Linked DNA regions of Mus musculus: regions 1, 2, 3, 4, 5 and 7 are each linked to region 6. The links are chromatin contacts, called in public ChIA-PET, HiChIP or PLAC-seq, Micro-C and promoter capture Hi-C maps. All regions are on one chromosome and are shown on one strand. The core of a region is the stretch at or near the end of the contact, and the rest is flanking DNA. Distances in the headings are between cores, read along the strand shown.

What was found. A called contact is a pair of places that touch in the nucleus more often than the background predicts. ChIA-PET counts read pairs in DNA pulled down with a chosen protein or histone mark. HiChIP or PLAC-seq counts read pairs in DNA pulled down with a chosen protein or histone mark. Capture Hi-C pulls out chosen DNA fragments and counts their contacts.
Region 1: an H3K27ac HiChIP or PLAC-seq map of extraembryonic endoderm stem cells shows a contact between it and region 6. The contact joins the promoter of Luc7l3 here to the promoter of Spag9 in region 6. A contact is called at or near these places in 6 of 39 promoter capture datasets (cranial neural crest, erythroid cells, frontonasal cranial neural crest and 3 more), 7 of 484 Hi-C or Micro-C datasets (CD4 T cells, embryonic stem cells, muscle stem cells and 2 more), 14 of 115 datasets of contacts at active chromatin or transcription factors (astrocytes, double positive thymocytes, effector CD8 T cells and 10 more) and 4 of 9 other capture datasets (adipose tissue, embryonic stem cells, liver and 1 more).
Region 2: a contact with region 6 is called in a FOXA1 HiChIP or PLAC-seq map of pancreatic cancer cells. The contact joins the promoter of Epn3 here to the promoter of Spag9 in region 6. A contact is called at or near these places in 4 of 39 promoter capture datasets (embryonic stem cells, hippocampal neurons and stem cell-derived epiblast-like cells) and 1 of 115 datasets of contacts at active chromatin or transcription factors (pancreatic cancer cells).
Region 3: a promoter capture Hi-C map of liver shows a contact between it and region 6. The contact joins the promoter of Abcc3 here to the promoter of Spag9 in region 6. A contact is called at or near these places in 2 of 484 Hi-C or Micro-C datasets (CD8 T cells and cerebellum), 1 of 115 datasets of contacts at active chromatin or transcription factors (pancreatic cancer cells) and 1 of 9 other capture datasets (liver).
Region 4: a Micro-C map of embryonic stem cells shows a contact between it and region 6, with 1.7 times the contacts expected there. The contact joins the promoter of Cacna1g here to the promoter of Spag9 in region 6. A contact is called at or near these places in 1 of 39 promoter capture datasets (embryonic stem cells), 1 of 484 Hi-C or Micro-C datasets (embryonic stem cells) and 1 of 9 other capture datasets (embryonic stem cells).
Region 5: an RNA polymerase II ChIA-PET map of memory CD8 T cells shows a contact between it and region 6, with 46 read pairs. The contact joins the enhancer-like site here to the promoter of Spag9 in region 6. A contact is called at or near these places in 1 of 39 promoter capture datasets (embryonic stem cells), 1 of 484 Hi-C or Micro-C datasets (olfactory sensory neurons), 11 of 115 datasets of contacts at active chromatin or transcription factors (bone marrow-derived dendritic cells, effector CD8 T cells, embryonic midbrain and 7 more) and 2 of 9 other capture datasets (liver and pancreatic islet).
Region 7: an H3K27ac HiChIP or PLAC-seq map of thymic regulatory T cells shows a contact between it and region 6, with 2.8 times the contacts expected there. The contact joins the enhancer-like site here to the promoter of Spag9 in region 6. A contact is called at or near these places in 8 of 115 datasets of contacts at active chromatin or transcription factors (astrocytes, embryonic forebrain, embryonic limb bud and 5 more) and 4 of 9 other capture datasets (adipose tissue, embryonic stem cells, liver and 1 more).

What each region holds. Positions count from the first base shown.
Region 1 is chr11:94,320,452-94,323,707 of GRCm38.p6, forward strand. Luc7l3 (LUC7-like 3 (S. cerevisiae)) reads right to left here and starts at 1,512. Exons shown (of 10, transcript NM_001361574.1): 1 at 1,239-1,512. The coding sequence starts at 1,337.
Region 2 is chr11:94,498,315-94,501,544 of GRCm38.p6, forward strand. It overlaps Epn3 (epsin 3), which reads right to left and starts at 1,660. Exons shown (of 10, transcript NM_027984.3): 1 at 1,379-1,660. Gm51873 (a long non-coding RNA gene) reads left to right here and starts at 726. Exons shown (of 2, transcript XR_003949592.1): 1 at 726-1,815; 2 at 3,084-3,230. It overlaps Mycbpap (MYCBP associated protein), which reads right to left. Exons shown (of 19, transcript NM_170671.2): 19 at 3,033-3,206. The coding sequence ends at 3,105.
Region 3 is chr11:94,391,551-94,394,608 of GRCm38.p6, forward strand. Abcc3 (ATP-binding cassette, sub-family C (CFTR/MRP), member 3) reads right to left here and starts at 1,440. Exons shown (of 31, transcript NM_001363187.1): 1 at 1,321-1,440. The coding sequence starts at 1,365.
Region 4 is chr11:94,472,652-94,475,708 of GRCm38.p6, forward strand. It overlaps Cacna1g (calcium channel, voltage-dependent, T type, alpha 1G subunit), which reads right to left and starts at 1,547. Exons shown (of 35, transcript NM_001177888.1): 1 at 725-1,547. The coding sequence starts at 966.
Region 5 is chr11:94,272,613-94,275,811 of GRCm38.p6, forward strand. The region is part of intron 2 of Gm38956 (a long non-coding RNA gene); the gene reads right to left. Among named protein-coding and RNA genes, the nearest start is that of Gm38953, 2.8 kb to the left of the region's middle. Within about 2 kb of position 1,814, at least 60 of the 459 cell types and tissues checked have an H3K27ac peak or open chromatin away from gene starts, as enhancers often do. A contact at or near this core is called in extraembryonic endoderm stem cells, fetal liver, liver and 2 more, where this site is marked.
Region 6 is chr11:93,994,229-93,997,410 of GRCm38.p6, forward strand. It overlaps Spag9 (sperm associated antigen 9), which reads left to right and starts at 1,863. Exons shown (of 29, transcript NM_027569.3): 1 at 1,863-2,345. The coding sequence starts at 2,043.
Region 7 is chr11:94,301,692-94,304,876 of GRCm38.p6, forward strand. It overlaps Luc7l3 (LUC7-like 3 (S. cerevisiae)), which reads right to left. Exons shown (of 10, transcript NM_001361574.1): 4 at 2,151-2,295. Among named protein-coding and RNA genes, the nearest start is that of Luc7l3, 19 kb to the right of the region's middle. Within about 2 kb of position 1,925, at least 5 of the 459 cell types and tissues checked have an H3K27ac peak or open chromatin away from gene starts, as enhancers often do. A contact at or near this core is called in thymic regulatory T cells, where this site is marked.

The DNA.
Region 1 (3,256 bases), core at 262-2,761, 330 kb after region 6:
AAAAAATACATAATTTACTTTCCTAAAAAGCCTGTTAGCCAATCGTGGCAACGATGTAATCCCAGCACTCTGGAAGCGGAGTGAGGATTTCAAGTTCGAGAACCACCTGCTTACAGAGTAAAACACTGCCTCAAAAACAGAAACAAAACAAAGCTTTTGTTGAGCCATTTTCTCATATTTTATCAAGTGATTTAAAACTGCTGTTTGATTATAACTGCAAGGTAAAATCAAGTGTACCCACTCTCCAGTTCAGATCTAAGACAGTGTGCTCCACGTACAAAACTAGATAAAAAGTACTTGAAATACAGTACAGTATATGCACGAAGAACAGTGCAACCTCAACAGTGCTACAAAAATTAGATTTAGCTTTCCCGATCACCAAGAGACCGAGAGAGAGAGAGAGAGAGAGAGAGAGAGAGAGAGAGAGAGAGAGGCTTTAGCCTCACCTGCGACCCAGGAGTTATAGTTAACCTTTCTAAGAGAGTAAAAGGACCGAATGAGTTTATGTGAAAACAAAAACCTTCACAACTGCCTAGCTGAGGGTCTACTACGGCCATCAAGCACGCGTCAAACGGCCATCAAACCGCATTAGCAAAAAACTGTTCATGATAAAACTGTACCTCGTTCCGTCTTTCAACTGTCTACCTTCTCACAGAAGTGTCCAAATGGCAGCACTCCTAAGCAATGCACTGCTACGATGTCCTTCCCCACGAATACTGGTCGGGAGTCAGGCTATCTATCTATATGACTCCCGACTCTCTCACACACACACACACACACACACACACACACACACTCACACACTCTAGATAGATAGATAGATAGATAGATAGACAGACAGACAGACAGACAGACTGCACCCAAATAACGGAAGCCTGCTTTCTTATTCATACGGTAAAACCCCGGAGCTCTGGTGGAATCAAGCGAGCCCTTCCTTCTTCCTTTTCCCGCGTTTCTCGGCCTCACCAAGGTGCTTCTTCTTCTGCCCAGCCAAGCGCCATCCCGGACTTCCTCCACACAACAACAAACGCCGCTATCCCCCGGATTGGCGCGGAATCCTCCCTCCGTCCTGGGCCGCACGCCCGCCTCCCTCCGCCGTCAGGTGCTTCAGTCGGCGCGGCCAGGTCCCCCCAAATCGCGCCGCACCCCGCTCGGGCCAGCCTCGGCCCGCCCTCGGGTCCCTTCAGCTCCCCCTCCCCCAGTCCCCGGGGCACAGGCCCGAGGCCCACGGGACTTACGCTCTCGTGGTCCCAGCGCACGTTGCTGCGCTTCTCATCCGGGGCGAGGTTTCGGTCCCGGCCCATTAACTCATCCAGCAACTGCGCGGCAGAAATCATGGTGCTTCCTCCGGGCGGCTGCTCACGCCAGCCCTAGCACCCACCCGATAAAAAACCCCACCAGCCGCCCGGCCGCCGAACCAAGCCCCCTCGGCCCACTCTCAAGCTCGAAAAGCCTCTTCCAGAGAGGAGCCGAGAAGACAAAATGGCCGCCGCCCGGGCACCTTCCCAGCATGCCGTGCGCCCGTGGAGACACGCCTAGGCCCGGGCTGCGAGGGCGGGCAGCGCGGCTTCTCCGGCGAGGGGGCGGGACCTCCGGCCCGGGCCCGGGGCAAAGCCCCGCCAGGCACTGACTCCGCCCCCGCCGTGCCTTCCACCCAACGGAGCGGTGGACGCTCTAACGGCTGCCGGTGTCGGCCTCTTTTTTACTTGGAGAAAGAGCAATCTAGCTCTGGGTCCTTTGCCACTGCCCTGAAACGGAGAAAATGTCCCTTTGTCCACGTGGTGTGCGGGGGACCATCTTCCAGGGAGGGAAACAAGAAGAGCGAGCTGCGATCGTGCTCAGACTCCATTTTCCTGTCGCTGTAGTTTCTTCCTCCTCTACCTGTCCTTATTTATGTCTGCACCCTCCACCCTTCCCACACCCACCCAGTTCGATGCTGGGGATTGAACCGGGAACCTTAACGCTTAACGCTCTACCAGCGAGTTAAATCCTCAACTCTTCTACCCGGTTTTGTCCGGACTTCCTCGATTTTTAGGGAGGAAAATCAAGGAATAGACTATATGCGGTGGAGGAATTATGTTGTAATACCTCCAATCCAGGAATTTATCTTCCTTCACTTTGTATCAAATGTGTTACTGTGTGTTCAGGGAATCATAGAGGAGACCAGAGGTTACCCTCTGGAGTCCATTACTCAGGAACTATCCACCTTTGTTTGGTTTTTGGTTTTGTTTTTCGGGATAGGGTTTCTCTGTAACTTTAGCTGTTCTGGAACTCACCAGGCTGGCCTCGAACTCACAGAGATTCCCGTGTCTCAGCCTTATGAGTGCTAGGACGTGCCACCATTGCTCCTCAATCTAAACTTTCAAAAGATTAGGAAAACTTAGCTGGGCTTGCTGTCACCGTATACCTTTTATCTAGGAAGGCACTGGGAAGGCAGAGTCAGGTGGATTTTATGAATTAAAGAGGTTCACCTGCTTCTGCCTCTTAAGTGCTAACACTTGGGAGGCAAAGGCAGGTGAATATCTAAGTTTGAGGCCAGCCTGGTCTACAAAACAAGTTTCTGTATAAAGCCATGGCTGTTATACAGAGAAACCCTTTTTCAAAAAGAATGTCTCACTGGGACGTGAGCTCTCTGTCAGCCTGAAAGCCCTACGAATCCTTTTATTTCTGCTTCCTTAGTACTGCAGCTATAAACCACTGTTTTACATGTATGTGCTGGAGGTTAAACTCTGTTCTTCATGCTGAGTGGTGAACTCCCTGGAATTTCTTTAAAAGTATTAATTCGGCCTTGCAAACTTTTAATCCCTAGCAATCCAGAGGCAAGTTGATCGAGGCCAGCCAGGGCTACATAGTGAGACATTGTCTCAAAAACAAGATTCATATTCAGCTAGGAATAGCAGACCGGGCCTATAATCCCCTTGTTTGGGAGGCTTGGCCAGAAGGATTATTGTTCCAGACCAGCATGGGTTGCTGTGTGAGTTCCTGTCTAAAACAATTTTTAAAAAAAATAAAACCCAGGGGCTAGTGAGATGACTAAGCTGAGAGACATCTGTGGACAAGCTGGATGAATGTGACAAGAGTTTCATCCCCCGGACTCACAGAGAAAGGAGAGAACCAACTCCCGAAAACTGTCCTCTGACCTCCACGGGCTGATCCACACACACAGACACTGGCACATAAAATAGAATGTAATTTTTAAAAAATTAAGGGCTGGAGAGATGCCACAGCAGTTGTTGGCATTGGCTGCTCTTGCAGA
Region 2 (3,230 bases), core at 410-2,909, 500 kb after region 6:
CCGCCCTGGTTGGTGTACATGCTCCTCCCTGCTGGCCGCTGGAATTGGCAGAACCAGTCAGATCAGACATCCTGACTCCACCAGAGCCCTACCTGGGCCTGGCTTCCTAGGCCTTCCTACTTTGCCAGGGTGAATACAGCCAGCCTCCATGGAAAAGGGACCTTTTGTGTAGGCTCCATGGCCCTTCCTGGATTTTTCTCCTAGGAGCAAGGTGGACATTGTGGACACACCTTTGCTGGACTTGGGGGGAAAGGAAGGGATCAGAGGCACAAGAAGATGCCTGAGCCTCCTCCACCCTAGCCTGTCATAGACTCTGATGGTGTTTCACCCAGTAGGGACACAGTAAGGAGGAAGAAAGCCAGGGTGAGGTCCCAGAGCATGCCTGAAGCTGAAGTTGAGAGGGAAGGAAGGCGGGAGGCGGGCGCGGCTGGGAGCCCTGCCAGCGGTGTTACAAGCAGAAGGTTTTATCGAACACAATATGCCCGGGAATAAAAGGGAGTGAAACACAAACCCAGCTGCGGCAGCGGCAACGGCAGCCCTGGGCAGCCGGTATGGAATTACTGCAGTGACCTTGAGCCAGACCCTGCCAGGTGGAGGGAAGGACATTGAGAAGCCAGGACCTGGGGAGGCTGCTTCAGAAATGGAAAGAAGGCAGGAGGGTACTCCAGCGGAGTGCACAGGCTAGTCAGGAAGTGGGGGGGGGGCGGGGGGGGCTAGAGTGTAGACTCCCACCTACACACAGGTTCCCAAAGAGATTCGGAGCAGTGGGATCTCTCAGGACACAAATCCAGAAGGGTGCCAGAGTGGGGGATGGAGAGATTCCTAAAAGTCAGCACTGAAGAAGCAGATGGCATCCCCAGGGTGGAGGTTCAGAGAGATGGAAAGAACCAATCACATGCACGGGAATTTGACAAAGTCTGTGTGCACCCCATCAGCCAGCACCCCTCCCCATCTTCTGTCCCCATCAGCTCCAGAGTAAGCAATGGGGGAGTGGCAGTGTCCTTCCTGCTGCTCAGGGAATGGGGGACTGGATATTCCCTAGCCCTAGGTTGTGTGGCTTCATCAGACCTGAGTTGGCTGTGTCCCAGGGAGCAGTGGACTAAAGGGTCATTCTGAGGTTAAAGGTGTAAATACAGAGATGTGCCAGGATCTGGGAGAAACGCTATCAGGAATCTCCAGATGGCCCTGCGCCCCTTTTCTGGGGGTAACAGGAAGGTAGAGAAGTTGCAGGTTAGAAGCCTCCCGGTACTCCACAGCCCTTGCCTTACTCTCTAGAGGTTGGGAAAGAGACTAAGTCCTGAGCCCACTCTAGCCCCCACCCCCACCCCCCAACCCCGCCTTCATGCAGGGCGCCACCGCGGCGCGGGAGGGAGCTTACCTCCAGAGTGGGCTCCCTCGCCCCAGCCCCCGCAGCCTCTGCAGTGACCCTCTGACTTGTATGGGGATGGCACAGCTTCAGGAGCAGCCCCAGAGCCATCCACCATAAACCCTGGTCGCGGGAGCTCTACCTTGGACCGAAAGGCACAGAGCTCTCTCTCGGAAGGACCGCAGGGTCCCCCCAGCGGGTGGCCGCTCAGACTCTCGCGGCTGCCTCCTCGACTCCTGCCGGCCAGCACTCTCGGGAGGAAAGTTGTTCAGCTGGCCAGGCAGGTCTGCCTCAGCAGTAACAGGACACAGGATGACGGGCGGGCGGGCGTGTTTAACCCCTTCCTGCTGTCTGCCGGGCGGTGCCTTCAGGGGAGGAGGCTGGCCTGTTTGTCAGCCGGTGACCCCAGAGGTTTACAGAGCTGGAGTTCATCCACTCCTACCCTTCAAGTGAGTTAACCTTTCCCCTACCTCCTCTGCTAGAAGTAGGTGAGGGTGGGAATGGAGGCCACTCCAATACCTATCCCAAGCCTTAACCCTCCTAGCCGGACGACATTAAAGCAGAAGACAGAACATTCCCTGGGGCTGGTCTTTACCTACTCCCAGCTGGCTTCCCCAGCCTCTCCAAGGGGCCTGAGGACTCTGCCTTTCCAACTCCCGGGAGGATCCTACCTGCCCTGAAGCTCGTTCCATAGCTTACATGCTTACATATGGGAGCTCAGTATGAATTCTAGCGTCCCTGGCTACTGGCTTCCCTCACTCCTCCACTGCTCCCAGAGACCCCCAGCCTAACCAGTTGTTTACAGTCGTTTCAACAGAAACCCCGGGATGATCTGAGCAGGCAGTGCGTGCTTTCCCAGCTGTTACCCTTCACCTACTACACAGTCCCACATTCCTTTGTTCCAGGAAGGAGTAGGAATTCTTCAAGCTGTTTTTGTTGTTTTGAAACGTTGTGGTCCCTCCTTCCCTTCCCCACCCCGACATTGCGCAGGCTGGCCTCAGAGTCATCATGCAGCTCAGGTTGATTTTGAACCCACAACCTTGCTGCTTCAGTGTCCCATAGCAGAAAAATGGTTCCAGGGCCAGATGAGTTGACTGGAGGAAGGGATCTAGCAGACCAGAGCCTCAAGTATTAACTTCTGGCTTAGGACAAGGATCCCCAAAGGGAATGAATGGGAAGAGGAAAACTGTACTTGTGAGAGTTTCTTGGAGTACAGCAAAGAGTTATGCCTTTGTGTTTCTTCAGATCTGGGGTGGGTGTGAGCTCAGCTCCAGTTCCTGCCGGGTTTAAAGAGCTTGACAGGTGCCATCTTTGCCATCTTGAAGGATGAGGAGGGTGCTGAAGTAGAAGCCTTCAGACAGTCAGGTCTCGCCATCTCTGCTTCTCTCCCTAGTCCCTCACTTGAGTTGGCTTCAGGAAGCACGGCCCTGAAAGTCTAGGCCTGAGGCAGGGAACTGCTATGAAAGGCCATCTTGTCCTGTCACCTGACTTCATTCCTTGCCCTGCCACCACCCACTAACTCTTCTGCTTATCCCTTAATCATCACCTCTCTGGTGTGTGTGGCTCTGAGAACTGCACATGTGAGCAGGTGGGATACAGGAGGTCCTAGACCTTCGCCTGATGCCGTTGAGATCCAGCATCCCCAGAGGCACGATGGAAATGGAAATGGTAGGAACCTAAAGATTCTTTATTGACTTTTTTCAAACCATCTTCCCAGGAGGAAGCTTGGGTCCAAGAATCAGCTGCAAAAACGTAAAGACTCTTCAACATTCTTTGTAGAGCTGAGCTCATCAGCCAGGACCATCACATCTGTCACCAGGTTGTCCAGCAACGCATAGACCTGGAAGAGAGGGATAGACATCAG
Region 3 (3,058 bases), core at 190-2,689, 400 kb after region 6:
TCACCCGCATCCCTGCACACGCACATCTGCACACACCGGATGCATATACACAAATACTCGTCATGGAAGAAACACAGACTGGGATTCGGATTCTAGATTTGAAACCAGACAAGGGCGGGCAACCCCTGGGTAATGAGAAAGTAGCCCCGTGTCACACTCTGCCTGTGAGGCTGAGATTGTGTCCCCAGTTGCTTTGCCTGGTGGAGGAACAAGTGCTGAGGCTGCACACACTTCAGACGCTTAAGATGACTGATACAAGGATTTGAGGAGAGACACAGAAAGTTACCTTTCTGCACTGAGCTTGTGCGCGTGCGCACATACCATACCCTCACGGTACTGTGTTTTGAGCCCAGTCTCCTGCATATCAGGCAAGCGCCACGCCCCTGAGCTATAACCCCAGTACAAAAGACCTGCTTTAACTTACTTTATTTTTATCTGGTTTCGTGGAATTGGTGTTTTGGCACAATTCCTTACCTCTCTAGACCCCCATTTCCCTTATCTATCAATGGAAAGGTTTGGGCTTGGACACCTCAGTTCTCCCTCTCCTCTCCTCTCCTCTCCTCTCCTCTCCTCTCCTCTCCTCTCCTCTCCTCTCCTCTCCTCTCCTCTCCTCTCCTCTCCTCTCCTCTCCTCTCCTCTCCTCTCTCTCTCCTCTCTCTCTCTCTCCTCTCTCCTCTCTCTCTCTCATATGTCCTGGGTGTAGATAGGGTCTCCTCACAGACCTGCAGGTGGATCTTGCTCACAGAAACAGTAGCCTCCCAAAACAGGGCCTGGAAGGTCTAGCTGTACCAAGTCCTGACGGATCAGGGCTCTGGATGCCCTAGGGTATAGGCAAGGAAGATTGGATGAACAACCAAGGCACAGTTACTGGGTCGGGTCCAGTGGAGGTGGGGTCGGGTGGATTCATTCATTAGGGATGCAGGCAAAATACAAAGTGTTCTTCTATGCAAAACGCAAAAAGTCCCTGGGATCCACCAGACAGAGAGACTTACACCAACAGGCAAGCGCCTGAGCTTCCCTATTCTTGGCGCCCTGCAACTACAGATTCCAGGAGCCTCCTTTCTGCCTAGCTTCTCCCCGCGGTAGGTCAAGGCACAGCCGTGGCTATACATCCTTCTGCGCCCATTCTTCCCCCTTTGGAGCTTAGACCCTCCCAGGTCTGACTATGCACATCCGCCTTTCCAGGGCATCAGCTGCTGCTCCCGCACTCCGCACTCCGGAGGTGCGTCCTCCGGAAGGCTGTGTTGGGGCGAGAGACCAGACATCCCACGGTTGACACCTACTTCCTCCGTAGCACGGATACCAAGAGACGCTTCTTACCCAGAACTTGGAGCCCAGCTCTCCGGAGCCGCACAGGCGGTCCATGTGGCTCTGGTGCACCGCAGGACTTGGAATCTCAGTTCAGCTCAGCCCCAGCAGATCTGCCCCGGAACCGCCTCTGACTCCCTGCTCCATAGGCACTCCTCCCCGCCCCGCCCTCAGGCCCTCTGGGTCAAGTTCTCCCTGTCCCCAGCGATTGCAACACAGCCTTGGTAAAAGTGCTGGTACCTAAAGGATAATGTAAGAAAGGGACAGTAGAGTAAGGATGGGTAATTAATTGACTGTACTAGTCCCTGAGCTTATAGACCCCGAAGCTGATGGACGTGAGAATGAGTCTCACTGTAAAAGAAGTCCTTTCTAAAGGTAGGGTCATTTCTGGCTTTATATATAAATAGGAGATCATTGTCTATAGTATGTGAAGTGCTCGTGAGCCTAGTCTCTTTCTTCATACGTTACCAGAGAACTGAGACCAGCACATTTATGTGATGTGTCTATGCACATGTGTACAGCAGGGGAGTGGGGCATGAAGTTGGTCCTAGTACCAAATAGATGGGTGTATGACTTCCCTGTGGTCCCCTTAAGTTGCTGCCTTCTCAGGTTCTGTGGCTCCCGTGTCTTGCCCAGGGCACTTCTCTTCCCCACTTTTGCACTGGTGAAGTATGGATCACCATAATAGAATCCTTCACACTGAGTTTTCTGAGGATTCAACAGAAAAAACAAAACAAAACAAAACAAACTATAACCCGCATGGACTACATGTAATACCCAACCTAGGTTAATTCTAGTGAGGCCTCAGGAAAATCCCTCACTAACACCTTGACCCTTTGTTGTTGCTGTCATGGCTTTTTTTTTTTTTTTTTTTTTTTTTTTTTTTTTTTTGGCTTTTCGAGAAACCACAGGGTTTCTCTGTGTAGCCCTGGCTGCCCTGGAAATCACTTTGTAGACCAGGCTGGCCTCGAGCTCAGAAATCCACCTGCCTCTGCCTCCCAAGTGCTGGGATTAAAGGCGAGTGCCACCACACCCGGCTCACTGTTATGTTTTTTTGTTTGTTTAAGACAGAGTTTCTCTGAATAGCCTTGGCTACCCTTGAACTCACTCTGTAGACCAAGCTGGCCTCGACCTCAGAGACCTGCTTGCCTGTGCCTCCCAAGGGCTGGGATTAAAGGCGTGCACCCGTGTCTTAACGCTGAGCCTCCACATTGTCAGTCTGTAAAATGGCCTTCCCAGCTTGGCTACGCTGGGTTCCCCTCCTTCTCTCTCTTCCCTGATACGATCCCAACTCACCCACACCTCTCTGGAGTGAGCAGAAATCCTCTTGGTCTAATTTACCCCTGTCTCTATCTGCAAGCTCTTGGTGTGTGTGTGTGTGTGTGTGTGTGTGTGTGTGTGTGGTTGGCATTTGTTTCCCAGTCAGGACAGGGTATTTTTAGCCTCCTGAAGGCGTTGGAGGGACCCGGTAGGACAGTGTAGACCATCCGTTACCCCTCTGGGCAGGCACGAAGTACTGGAAGCCAGATTAGGGAGAAGCTAGTAGAGTGGGGGTGGGACAGTTAGTCACCTGTTCGATTTCTCTCCTCCCTCTGCCCCTTTCTCTCCCATCCTGTCTTCCTCCAACCTCTGTACAGAAGACTTCGTGGAGCTTCCGTAACTTGTCAGCGTGCCCTTGGTTACACTTCTGTGTGAAGACTCTGGAAGGTCCTCAAAGCAGCCAGCAGTCATGCCTACCTCCCCTCCATGC
Region 4 (3,057 bases), core at 297-2,796, 480 kb after region 6:
CAGCTCCCCCTTCACCACATCTTGTTCTCATTCTGCACCCCTGACATCAGCCGCCGCCGAAATCTCCTTGTTGTGCCTCCAACCCGCGGATTGGGAGGGTGTTGGGGGGACAGGACCTGCCCCCACCCCCCGTTTCCCGCTAGGTCAGTAAAAACCTCAGCCTTCAGGACTACTAGATCGGGGGACTGGACCCTAGAATCCGCCGCAAACTTTGGGGCGGGGGCATAAGGAAACCCCAGGAGATTGCGGTCTCCCCTCCTCCGTCCCCGCAGCTTCCTCTCCACCCCTGCCCCCAAACTCGAAAACCAAACCCAGCTCGCTAACCCGCGGCTGGCGGGCTGGCGGAGTAGAAAGCCCAGGCTCCTGAAGCTGCCCACATCTGGAGGATGACGACCCTCCTCTGCCCACATCTGTAGAGCATCCAGATGCTTACCAGAGGGTCACCTCTCCTCTCTTTTCCTAGCTTGGATTTCAACCCTCCACCCCTCACCCCCGCCCAAGGAAGGCTGAGGTGTGTGTATTCGGAGGTGGGGCTCGTCTGGGGTACCCACCAGTCTCCGCTTCTACTCGGACGCCCCCTCCCCTCCTTAACAGTCCCCCACTCAACTGTTCACAGTCCAGGCTCACTTCTCCAACTCACCTGGCTTACGGTCCCCTCTGGCAACACGGCCCGCCCTCCTGTGGACCCCCCTAGTCCGGCCCATCGCTGTGCCCCGAAGGATATGGGTTACAGACCGTGCGGAGACACCAGCTCCGCGGGCGGCTGTCCTGGCTCAAGTAGAAGAAAACCACCGGGGCCAGCGCCGGGTAGGGCAGCCCCTCCGCCTCGGAGTCCGCGCTGCCCGGGTCCTTTTCCGTCGACCCCGGCCCCTGCCGGCCCCCGGCCCCAGACAGGTCGTTGAGCTGCGTGAAGCTCCGGGGCTGTCCCGACTCCTCGGCGCCCGCTCCATCCTCTTCCTCATCCATCCTCTGGCCAGCTGGGGTCCCGGGGGTCCGAAGAGGGGCGATCGGAGCCCCTCCGAGGAGGTGTCCTCACACAACCGGGGGACCCCGGTGGGGGAGCATGTGGGGGGCTCTAGAGAGCTTGCTGAGCCCCCAGGAGGGCCAGTTCAGCTCAGCTCCCCCTGCCCTCAGGGGCATGCTGCCCGCGGGGCGCCGGGTCCCAGGGAAGCCCCGCCTGGCGAGAGTCCCGCTTCCCCTGGGTTCCCGGGGGCTCCCCGACTAGCCGGCCGGCTTCCCCTCACTTTGTTCCGGCTTCTTCCCTTCGCGCCCAGGCTCCGGTTGCCCGAATGGGCGCTACCTTCGGTGAAGCAGCCCCCGAGAGGAGGAGGAAAAAAGGGGCCACCCGGTGAAGGGCGGGGGTCCGGGGAGGGGCGCCCCCTCTTCCCTCGGCGCAGCTGGAGCAGGATCTAAGGGGTCAGCATCGTCCCGGCTCCACGCCAGAGACGGCGGGGGGAGGGGGAGGGGAGGAGGGATCTCTTTGGGGGTGGGTTTGGAGGGGGTGGGGGCTGGCTCCTTCCTCCGCCCCGCGGCGGGCTAGAGGACCGGGAGGGGCGGGGAGACCGTGGGGGGCCGTCCCGGGCGGGGGTGGAGGCGGAGATGTCGCTGCCGCCGCCGTGGCTGCCGTTGCCGTAGCTGTCGCCGGCGCCACTGCCTCCTCCTCCGGCCGAGACGCGGAGGGAGAGAACGAGAGAAAGCGGCGGCGAGGAGCCCGGCGCACACCACAGCTGGATCCCTCACTCCAACTTCAAGCCTCGGCCCCGCCTTTCCCCAGCCAATCTCACAGCCAATCGCCGTGCGTCACCGGTCCAGAACCGCCCTTCCATTGGTCAGCCGCCGTGCCAGTGCGGGAGGGGGTACAGGGGGAGAGCCACAGCTGGAATCCGGTTCCCACCCCAAAACCACGACCGCCTTTCTACCCTCCTCTTGCCCCCGGGTTCGCTCCCGAAGGCTGGGGCCAATCAGACGACTGTCCAGACCGAACCCACTTTTCTATTGGCCTCTTGGGTCTTTGGGACTCCCCTGGGAGGGAGCCTCGAGAAATCAAAGTATTTGGCATCTGGTCCTAGGGTAGCCCTACGAGCCTCTGACATCTTTTGTCCAGGACCCCGAAATTGGACAGCAGCCAGAAGTCAGAACTTAGGTCTAAGCAGAACTGAAAAAGAAGGGAGACAGGAATCACAGGAGTTAGGGGTGTTACCGGGATCCCACAGCTAAATCTGACTCTTCACCTGGTTAATAACCCATCCTCTGCTTGAACCTGGGGGTCAGACTGGGGAGAAGGAAGAAGAGTCTGGTGTTTCAGGCTGGAAGGGGTCTGTTTGGGAAAAATAGGCGTAGCTAGAAAGGTAGAAGTAGGCGTGGTCTGGAAATGTTTCCCACCAGCCTCTTTGCTGGTCCAGAACCCCGGTCCACTTCTAAGATGTTGACCCTGGCCTAACCCCAACCCGCAGGTCTTCTCACTGATGCTCTGAGCGTCATCTCCTGCTTCTAGTGCTCTCTGAAGGTTGGAGACTCCTTTCAGGGGCTTCCTGCTGGAAAAGCATAGCTTCCAGGCGTGGCACCAAGACTGTAGAGCCTGGATCACCTGCAGCCCCGAAGTGGGAACAGCCTGCTAAGGCCATTGTGGGCCTCGCATGTTGTAAGGAATGATACCTAGAGCTGAGCTTTAACAACTTCATCCTGCAAAATTCTACTTCCTGCCTCAGTTTCTCCCCTTGATTCCAGTATAGCTTAAGAGAAGTGTCTGAGAGATGAATGCTTCCTGGAGTTACTTTTCTCCACCACTGGACTGGGAGAGGTGCTGGCGCTGTGCTTCACAGGCATGTACACGCAAATGGAGACCCGGGCTTTTGCCCAGCTTCATCTCCCTATGTTCAGGGGCTCAGTCGATTCTATCTCTCTCACAGCCTCCAAAGGGCTGTGGGTACCAGAGAAACAAGCACCACCGGAATTCTGAACGTGATGGGGAGTGGGGGAGGGGGGAAGCGTTTATGTTAGATGCAGGGAAAACATCTTTACAATCTGCGTAGGATCTTTACGATGGAAACGACAGGA
Region 5 (3,199 bases), core at 564-3,063, 280 kb after region 6:
GCAACCAGGCTCTTTTCACAAGGGCAGCCTTGTCTCAGGACACTGTTCTTGCAAGACAAAAACCTTTCCGAAAGACCCCCGAGGGTCACTATGGTCCACTCTGCCTTTCTTATCTTCCTGAAGATGAGGCAGCCACTTTGTGAAAATGAATTGGGTTAAGAGGAGTCTGGGATTCGGTCTTTGAGACTGTCTTTGTTTCGGCCCAATCTTCTTTTCACTCACCCACCTTCATATAAGATGTATTTTTTTCTATATTTATTTAAGACAAGGTATTGTCTTACTACACAGTTCAGGCTGATCTTGAACTCTTGATCTCTCTGCCTCTATTTCCTGTAATGGGTTGATTGGTATATAGCACCACACTGGCCTTACAGTAGCCCCTTTTACATACATTAGCTTCCTGGTTATCTGTCTCCTGACCAAAAAGTCAAGAAACAACGTAGAAAAATGCAGCTACTTTGTTTCCAGGCACTGTCTCAAGAAAGCAAGGCAACACTGTTTCCAGCCTGCAACACTGTCTCGTTAGGGTTCTCTTCTTCCCAGGGAACCCGCGCAAGTGTCTGGCTTATTACGTCTGGAGCTCGCTCAAGTCTTACTGAATGAGTGAATGAGCACAGTGACATAGATGACCCTGTGAGGCAGATGATGGCATTGTGCTTCCTTTTCCCCCAATCACTACGACAGGCCCCGTGATCGCTCACAAACCAGGCTCTGTGTCTAGGGCCTAGACGTACCTTCCTCTCGGCAGAACTGGTGGATCTCAAACAGTGCCTACCAGGTCTACAGGTGGCAACTCTGTTTGCCCACGCGTTCAGGTTCAAAGTATCAGTCCCATCCCCTTCCTGTCTCCTGTCCTCCCCAGCACTGGCAAACACCAGGGTCACAGAGTCAAAGTGACTCCTGAGCGTGGCTACCTCCTGGGCCACCACTATTACCAGCTTTACCTCCGAGGTGGCAACATTTCCTAACTGGGCCCCTGCTCTCCTTCTCCCCTCCCTGACCCATTTTTCTTGTGCAGACAGGAACCTCCTGACAAACTCAGGTTGCTTCTCCCTGCCCTATCGACTGCTTCAGACAACTATTCTTACACGTGGAATAGAGTCCAGAGTCCTCACCAGATGCTACAATATGCATGCGAACATGCACACTGTCTATCTCTCATTGACTCTGGTCTAGCCATGTAGCCATGTGTTTCGCATACACAGGCTACTGTTCCAAGACTTTGGTTCTTTGCACTGTCCTGACCTGGAACTTTCTTTCCCACCGGTGGGCTTGGCTCCCTCTTTTTCATGAGCTCTCAGTTCAAACACGCCAGCAAGCCCTTTCCTGCCTACCTCATCGAAGAAGGAACAGCACCTTCTTCGGATCATTTTTTTTGGTAGCCCTGCCCAGTGTTGGTTTTCCTGTTTATGAGGTGTCATTATCTCTAAATTGTAAGTGCTGCACGCACAAATCCTACTGTGTGCTGGCATACTCCAGGGACTAGAACTGGGCCTGGCACAAGGCAAGCCTGGCATACACGCTTAACAGGGCAAAAATGAGAGGGCATCCAACAGACAGAGACACTGGCAGAGGCAGATCTACTGGGCACAAAGGACTCGGAGCACGGGCCTTCATGGCAGGTCTCACGTTCTCCAATCCCCCTGTCTCAGAGTATACCACCAATTTCTGCTGTCTCCCAATATGGACTCTGGCCTCAGCCATGGGTTTTCTTTGGCCAGGGAAACATTCACAGAGTTCAGGGAGATAAGCTGAGGCCTTATCAGCTCTCTGCCTCACCGCAAGAACATGCCTGGGCATGCCTGCAGCGGGGATGCAGAAGTCCATTCACAGTGTGGACCAGCCAGTGCACAGGCCTCACCGGCAGGTGTGTGTGGGGTGGGGGTTGGGGGTGGGGGCAAGGACCAGCATGACTGTGGCCCAGGGAAAGGTAGCCAAGTTGAGTCTGCAGGCTCCAGATCCAGGAGACCTGGGAGCTAGGCTGTGTAGGCAAGACTGAGCAGTGTAGCATGAGACTTCATATTGCCTTGAGCCCCAAGGACACACTAACTGAGGGGCCGAGGAAATGGGGAGATCAGTGAAGTGGGACAGGAAGAGGACACAGATTGCAGTGTGAGGTCATTGCTCCTAAGGTGGGCTGAGTCAGGGACAGGAGTTCTGAGTCACTCAGAGGATTCTACCCGCCGGTCACATAGCTCCCCATTCAGGTCCTTCAATCGCATTCCCCCTTTCTCTCCCAAGACATTCAATACTTCTTATTTCCTGTTACAGCTTACCTGTCTAATCCTAGTCATTGCTGTCAAACTTTAAAATTAATTCTCAGGGGCCAGAGAGATGAGAGTACAAGGACCTGAGCCTGGATCCCCAGGCCCCCCGGCTGGGCATGGCTGTGCTCTAATGGTGGGGACAGGTAGATTCCCAGAAATAAGAAGAGAGCAATCAAACAAGCCACTGGTGTATTCCTCTGGGCTGTACATGTGTGTCAGCATTGGCATTTGTGTGCACGCGCACACGTACACACATATAAACAAACAAACAAAACAAAACAGATATAAGACCCAATGTAATCTACATAAAGATTTAAACCATGCCTGAGACAGAGTTCAATGGCCCTAGCCATGGAGAGAAGGCTGGCGTAGGAATTCTCTAGAAGCACTCAACTTGTCTGGGCGGCTTCACCGAGCTTCGTGAGGTCTCTGACCCACATCTGCAAGCGGTACTCTGAGTAGCCAGCTGCCTACGGGAGGCAGGTTGGAGACTGCCTCTTGGCAATGGCAAATTCAGGGAAATTACAGAGGTTGGTGTTTGTTGGTTTTGGTTGCTTAGCAGCTACACACCATGGTGGAGGTGGGGCTAATCCAGAATGGGAACCCCCTACAGGCCAAAGATCCCTCACAACATCCCTACAGAGTTCGTGGGCACTGAACCTGGGCCCCCTGAGAAGCCAGGGCCATCAGAGATGCCATTCATCATGTCCCCAGCAACAGCATCCAGGGGCAACTTGACCCTGGGGGCAGCAGGACGGTCCTCTAGAGTCCTTTCCTGTGGTTCTACTGCAGTCTTATGGGTTCCTGGACAATTTAAGAGATGGGTCTTCTTAGTTTACCTGGTGATTCTGTGGACTGCTCAGTCACCCTTCCAGAAAATTCTCACTGGGCAGAATTAGCCAGCCTGGTTTTCTGCTGTGTACAACCAGTAG
Region 6 (3,182 bases), core at 613-3,112:
GCCTGGTCTACAGAGTGAGTTCCAGGACAGCCAGGGCTACACAGAAAAACCCTGTCTTGAAAAACAAAACAAAAACAAACACAAAGGAGCAAACATAAAAAACATTTTTCTTTAAGCATTCTTAAGTATACAATAATGTTGTAGAAATACAAAAAACAACTCTTGCTCTAAGTCTTCCATCTCTGACTCCCAGGAAAACAGAGTTACTTAGGAAGACTGAGTGGCGTCACTCATGAAGGGGTAGGGAAGGGAGAGAGAATATTCATAGCAAGATTTCCTCCGTTTTCAAGGTGAGATTAAGAAGTGATAGGTGCCTGAAGAAATAGGCTCAGCAGTTAAGAGGACTGGCTGCTCTTGCAGAAGACCAGGGTTTGATTCCCACCACATACATAGAGGCTCACAACCAGCTAAAACTCCAGTTCTAGCTGACAGGACACCGTCGGCAGGCTCTGCACAGGACTGGTGCCCAGACATGCACACAGGCAAAACATTAGTTCACAAAACAAAACAATAAAGTTCTTTTTAAAAATCGATAGGGCATTTTGAGCTCATACTCAACTAGCTGGGCAGCATTCCTAGAATCCAGACATATACACAAAGTAAGGGTGAGGAAGGGAGACAGGGAGAGCACAAACTAAGGGTAGTGGCGCAGGGGTTCGGGAAATTGTTTTGACAGTTTTCATCTTTGTCCTTTTGCACTGGGTCAACCTCCACAGAGCTTTTGGTGGTTTCCAGGGAGATGGAAGTGTGGGAGACTTTGGGGATGATCTGAAACTTCTAAACACCAAACAGGGTATTTAGGACTCCGGGAGGTAGCCAGTCTTCTCCCTAATAACTTGTCTATTTAAATCCTCTCTGTTCTTCCCATATATTTAGATGAGTCGGAGTCGGTGTATCTGAGTCAGCTATGGCAAAGGGAAGAGGCTTTTGCGAGTGTCTTCCGCCAAACTTGAGACTGGAAGATGAGAATACACGGAAGTAATCTCTGACTCAGCCTGCCCAAGGCTAGGGTGTTGTGGCATTCCCCACGAGTGACGCACTCCCAAGATAGGTGACTTCATGTATCATGGGACTTATTCCACCACTGACTCCACCCCATAGCCTCCTCTGCTTCTTCTCTCACTTCCCAGCCCCACCTCCCTCTCAAGATCAGAGAGGGACCGGTGGTAGTGGCTGCAGCCTAGAACTGTCTTTCTCATAGGCAGGGAGCAGAGGGACCCAGTGTTTGGCAAAATGCAAAAAGTGGTACTCATTTTCCCTTCTCCAGACGCTTCGCTCTTCTGGTTAAGGCTATCCTTACTCTTCCTTAACATCAAAGTGTACTATCGTACTCGAGGCAACCTGATCCTCTAGGCAGTCATTCTAGTTACAGCTTTTTCCCTCATCCACTGTTTTCCTTTGAGTCCAGAATTCTCAGTAGGAAGTAGAGAGAGTCTCGCCTCTGCCTCTTTCCTGTTCTAGCGGTATGACCTTGACTAACCCGCAACTTCCCTGGCCCTAGTTTCTTTGTCTGTTAAGCAGGGTCCACACGTCTGGCGCACCAAGAAGGCGCGGGATGAGCCGTAAAAAGGCGAAGAAAACGCTTGCAGCCTCCTGGGGAAAGTTGTCAGTCTTCAGAGCCCCTCCCTTTCCTCTGGGAACGCCCAGCCAACGCAGCCTCCGGCTGTCACTTCCTCCACCTCTCACCTCTCGGTCCGCGCGCGCGCGGCGCCGGGTGTTGGCGTCACAGCCGGCGCACGCCGCCGCCAGGCCCCGCCCCTCGTCCGCGCCTGGCCTCCCGCGGGGCCCCGCCCACCGGGGCGACGCGGCGCTGGCCCCGCCCCACGGGTGACGCGTAGCGCGCGCGGCCGGGCCGCCCCGGCAGTTGGTGCAGCGGCGGTTGGGGCGAGTGCGCTCACCCCACCCCTCCCCTCCTTGGCCAGGGCTCCGGCCCCCACCCCGCGGGGCCCAGCCCCAGCCCCAGCCTCCGCCGGGCCCGTCCCGTGCGGGCCCGTGCCACCCCTCAGCCGGCGACGCCCGGGGCCGCCCGCCCGCCCGCCACCATGGAGCTGGAGGACGGTGTGGTATACCAGGAGGAGCCCGGAGGCTCCGGGGCCGTGATGTCAGAGCGGGTGTCCGGCCTGGCCGGCTCCATCTACCGCGAGTTCGAGCGGCTCATCGGGCGCTACGATGAGGAGGTGGTCAAGGAGCTGATGCCACTGGTGGTGGCCGTGCTGGAGAACCTGGACTCGGTGTTCGCGCAGGACCAGGAGCACCAGGTGGAGCTGGAGCTGCTGCGGGACGACAACGAGCAGCTCATCACCCAGTACGAGCGGGAGAAGGCGCTGCGCAAGCACGCCGAGGAGGTGAGGGCCGGCGGGGGCGGGGGTCGCAGCCGGGCTGGGGACGCTGGGCGCGCCAGGCGCACCAACGCGCCAGGGTGGACTCCTGAAGGGCAGGCCCGAATCCAGGGCCCGGGACAGTGCTCCGCAGCGTCTCGGGACCCCGGGACACTGGCCGGTGCTGGAAGCCTAGGCAGGCCAGCGAGTGTCCAGGAGAGGGGTGAAGTGGGAGGAAGGCCGGGGGAGGAAGCGACACTCTGGCATCTGAGGGCACCTGGGACTGCCCGAGGGCGGAGACTTGAGGGTGTCTGGTTGCTTCTTGTTTAGGGAAGTTTCCGACCACCGTAGGATAGTCGGGTGCGGGTTCAAACTTTTAGCATGGGGAGGGGCAGTGCTGTCCTGCCCGTGTCAGTTCCGCTGGCTTCGGTACCTTTCCAGGGGGGGCTGCTGCTGCTTTGGGAAGTTAGAGATCTCCCTCTTTCGGTCAGTTTCTTCTTGACATTTAGATCCTCTTGAGAAGGAAGTCTACCTATGTACCCTTTTTTTTTTTTTCCATTTAATTTTAACACTTAGTCAACCACTTAGAAGTCGACTAGCAGAGTCCAGTAAGTACATACAGTACATTCATTTACTTTATTAATGTTCCTCACAGAGGAATGTTCCTCCTTCGTGTCAGGTGGTAACCTTGGACAGTTCCCTGACAGCCTCCTCTATTTATAAAGACTGGGGGGCGGGGTTGAGAAGGTGTGGGTGAGTGTTACAACACTTGTCCTGTCTGCGTTTGCTTTGCATCCTGCAGTTTCTAAGTGCACTTGGCTGGCTCTTTGCTCGAACACCTGAGCGGTGACCTTTGTACTCGTC
Region 7 (3,185 bases), core at 675-3,174, 310 kb after region 6:
GCCTTGGGTTTGAGCCAAGGACTACCCCTAAAAGTAATAACATATTCAGGTTCGGATGAAAACAGATGTGTATTTTTCCCCCTTTAATAAAAAAAGGAAAGAAAAAGAGATCCTCTGCCCTAACCTCCCAAGTGTTAAGAACATGGGACTATGCCAACATGTCCATGAGTGTTTCTAGTTATTAATTAAAGGAATGGAGGAGCTGAGCGTCATGGTACATGTCTATAAGCTCTTTGCAAAGTGAAGGCAGAAGCAGGTGGATCTCGGAGTTCAAGGCCAGTCTGGTCTACAAAGTGAGTTCCAGGGCTACAAAAAGAAACCCTGTCTGGAAAAAAAACAAAATAAGATTTCAAGATCACCCTCAACTACACAGCTTTAAGGCCAGTCTTCACTACAGGAGACCCCAACCTTTTTTTTGTTTGTTTTTGTTTTTTGTTTTTTTTGAGACAGGGTTTCTCTGTGTAGCCCTGGCTGTCCTAGAACTCACTCTGTAAAGCAGGCTGGTCTCGAACTCAGAAATCCGCCTGCCTCTGCCTTCCGAGTACTGGGATTAAAGGTGTGCGCCACCATGCCCAGCCAGGAGACCCCATCTTGGCAGAAAAATAATAGTGCTTAATCACCTGATACTAATCCAATTATCTTTGGTCAATTACATACAGTTACTGACATTTGAAGAGAAAAATCTTCAACTGGGCATGGCAGCAAATGCCTGCCATGCTACTACTTAGGAAGCTGAAGCAAGAGTATTGCTGAGTTCCAGGCTAGGCAGGGTTATATAGCAAGACCCATCTCAAAAAAAAAAAAAAAAAAAAAAAAAAAAAAAAAGAGTAAGAAAACTTCCTAGCAAAACCATTTATTAATGAAGATTGTTTAAGAACTACAAAGAAGCCCAATAGTTGGTTTTTATGGCCAAAATGGGGGTTGGGGGGTAGAAGCTAACCTGTGTCAGCCACACACCATCTACACAAGAAGATCCAAGACCTGTACGTTTATGTCTGAGCCCCTCCATGAGCTCCAGGCTCAAACAGCTAACACCTGCTGGGCATTTACCCATGTGTGTTACCACTGATCACAAAACTTGACTTGACTGATAGCTACTTTATTATTTCCATTTAACAGAGACAAAACCAAGGCACTAGGCCAAGGTTAGTAATTTTCAGAAAGTAATACAGTGGGAAGATTTTGGTTTCATGCTTGACTTTCAACTGCAAGCTCGCATCTTACATCTCACATCCTACTAATGTCTCTACTTAGGTATTTAAGGCATTTCAAATCTGACATTTCTAAGATAGAAACTTGAACAGAGAATATCCTCCAGTTCCAATCTACATTAAATTCTATTAGTCACCTGGATGCTCAAACCAAGAACCATGCAGGAAGATTGAATTTCTCCTCTCTCTGTTCACCCAAATCCTCACCCCAGCAAGCTGTTGTTTTTTTCAACCACCTTCACCCAGCCCACCATAATCATACAACCCCCAGATAACTTGCTGCTTTCATTGTACACACCTCAGACCATTCTCCACCCTAAAGCCAGAGTGAGCCTTTGAGAAATATACTTAAGATCTTTACACCTGCACTCTAGCTTTGTCACAGCTGTCTGGGGAAATAACCTCCTCTCCTTTTCTGTCTTTATGCTTTACTGCAGCCCAACCCGAGCGGCTTCCGTTTGATTCTGCTGGCTAGCTAGCTCCTTGCTTGCCTTCAAAGGTCACAGAAAGGAGTCTCTTCTACCCATGCTCTCCTCAGAAAAGCAATCTCCTTACACAGTCTTGGCCCCTTTGCTTATCCTATTCTCATGGTGGAGGTGAAGTAAGTCACTGGGTTGGAGCTAGTTACTAGGATGACCACCCGCCCTGGTCTTCCTAGCATGGAGCAGAGGCTGGAGAACGAACGTGTGGTTTAGTGGTGGAGCACGTGCTAGCATATACAAAGCCCATGACCTCCAGCAGCACCATCAGACCAAACATGCACGCGGAAGGGGGGAGACGCTTCCCTAACCCTCAAACAACAGAAGGAAGGTGCTCCTCAAACCTTATGTATTCTAAAGGACAGAGTAATGAATGGAAGTCGAGTTTAAAATGATATGAGACAGCCACATCTACAGAGAACAGAGTTCTTTACAAACTCTAAGTCCATTTCATACTCACCCCAGAAGACTGCTGATTTTGAGATAATGCCAAACGAGCATGACCTCGTCTAATTCTGCGCTCTACCTCGGCAAGTAAACTCTGTAAGTATCGCAAAAAATCTCTCTCATAGCCAACTTTCATAAAGCGAGAACTCTTCTCATACCTGATAAAGTGAAAACAAATAAACTTTTAAACATTACAAGCCATATATATATATTCCCTATCACCCCGTCTCAAAGCCTAAACTTACATGAAGTATATTTTTAGATGTTATCCTATCAAAGGGAAAGGCACTATATACTGTATTGCAGTTGGTTAATAATCAGCTGGCTGTTTATTTTGGTGGTACTATATATTGAACACAAGTTAGCAAAGTGCTTTAGCACTGAGCTGTATTTTCCAGCCCCTTGTTTTGTGATAAAACTCCCCGTTAAGTGCACAGACTGGCCTTGAACGTAGATCTTACTGTCTCAGTTTCTCAAATAGCTGGTTTTATAGGCCTGCATTAATAGGTCCGGGTAAAAACACAAGCTTTAAACACAGGTTTAAGCCATGGCTATACCACCACTTTGCATCTATCTATGCTCTGGAATCCAGGACAAATCATATCTATAAAACAGGAGTCAGGTCCAGTGAGACAGTTCAGTCAGTAAAGATACTCACTGCCAAGCCTGACAACCTGAGTTTGATCTCACACAATAGAAGAGAACCAACACTTAGAAGCTGTCCTCTTAGCCCCATAAATATACCATGGCACTGGTACACTCAGGCATATAGTAACAGTCCCATATCACCTAAAGAAATAGAAGCAGTTATTAATAGTCTCCCAACCAAAAAAAGCCCAGGACCAGATGGGTTTAGTGCAGAGTTCTATCAGACCTTCAAAGAAGATCTAATTCCAGTTCTGCACAAACTATTTCACAAAATAGAAGTAGAAGGTACTCTACCCATTTTTATATAGTAAACTAAATAAAATGTAATTAAGAGGGCTGGAGAGATGGCTCAGCGGTTAAGAGCACTGACTGCTCTTCCAGAGGTCCTGAGTTCAATTCC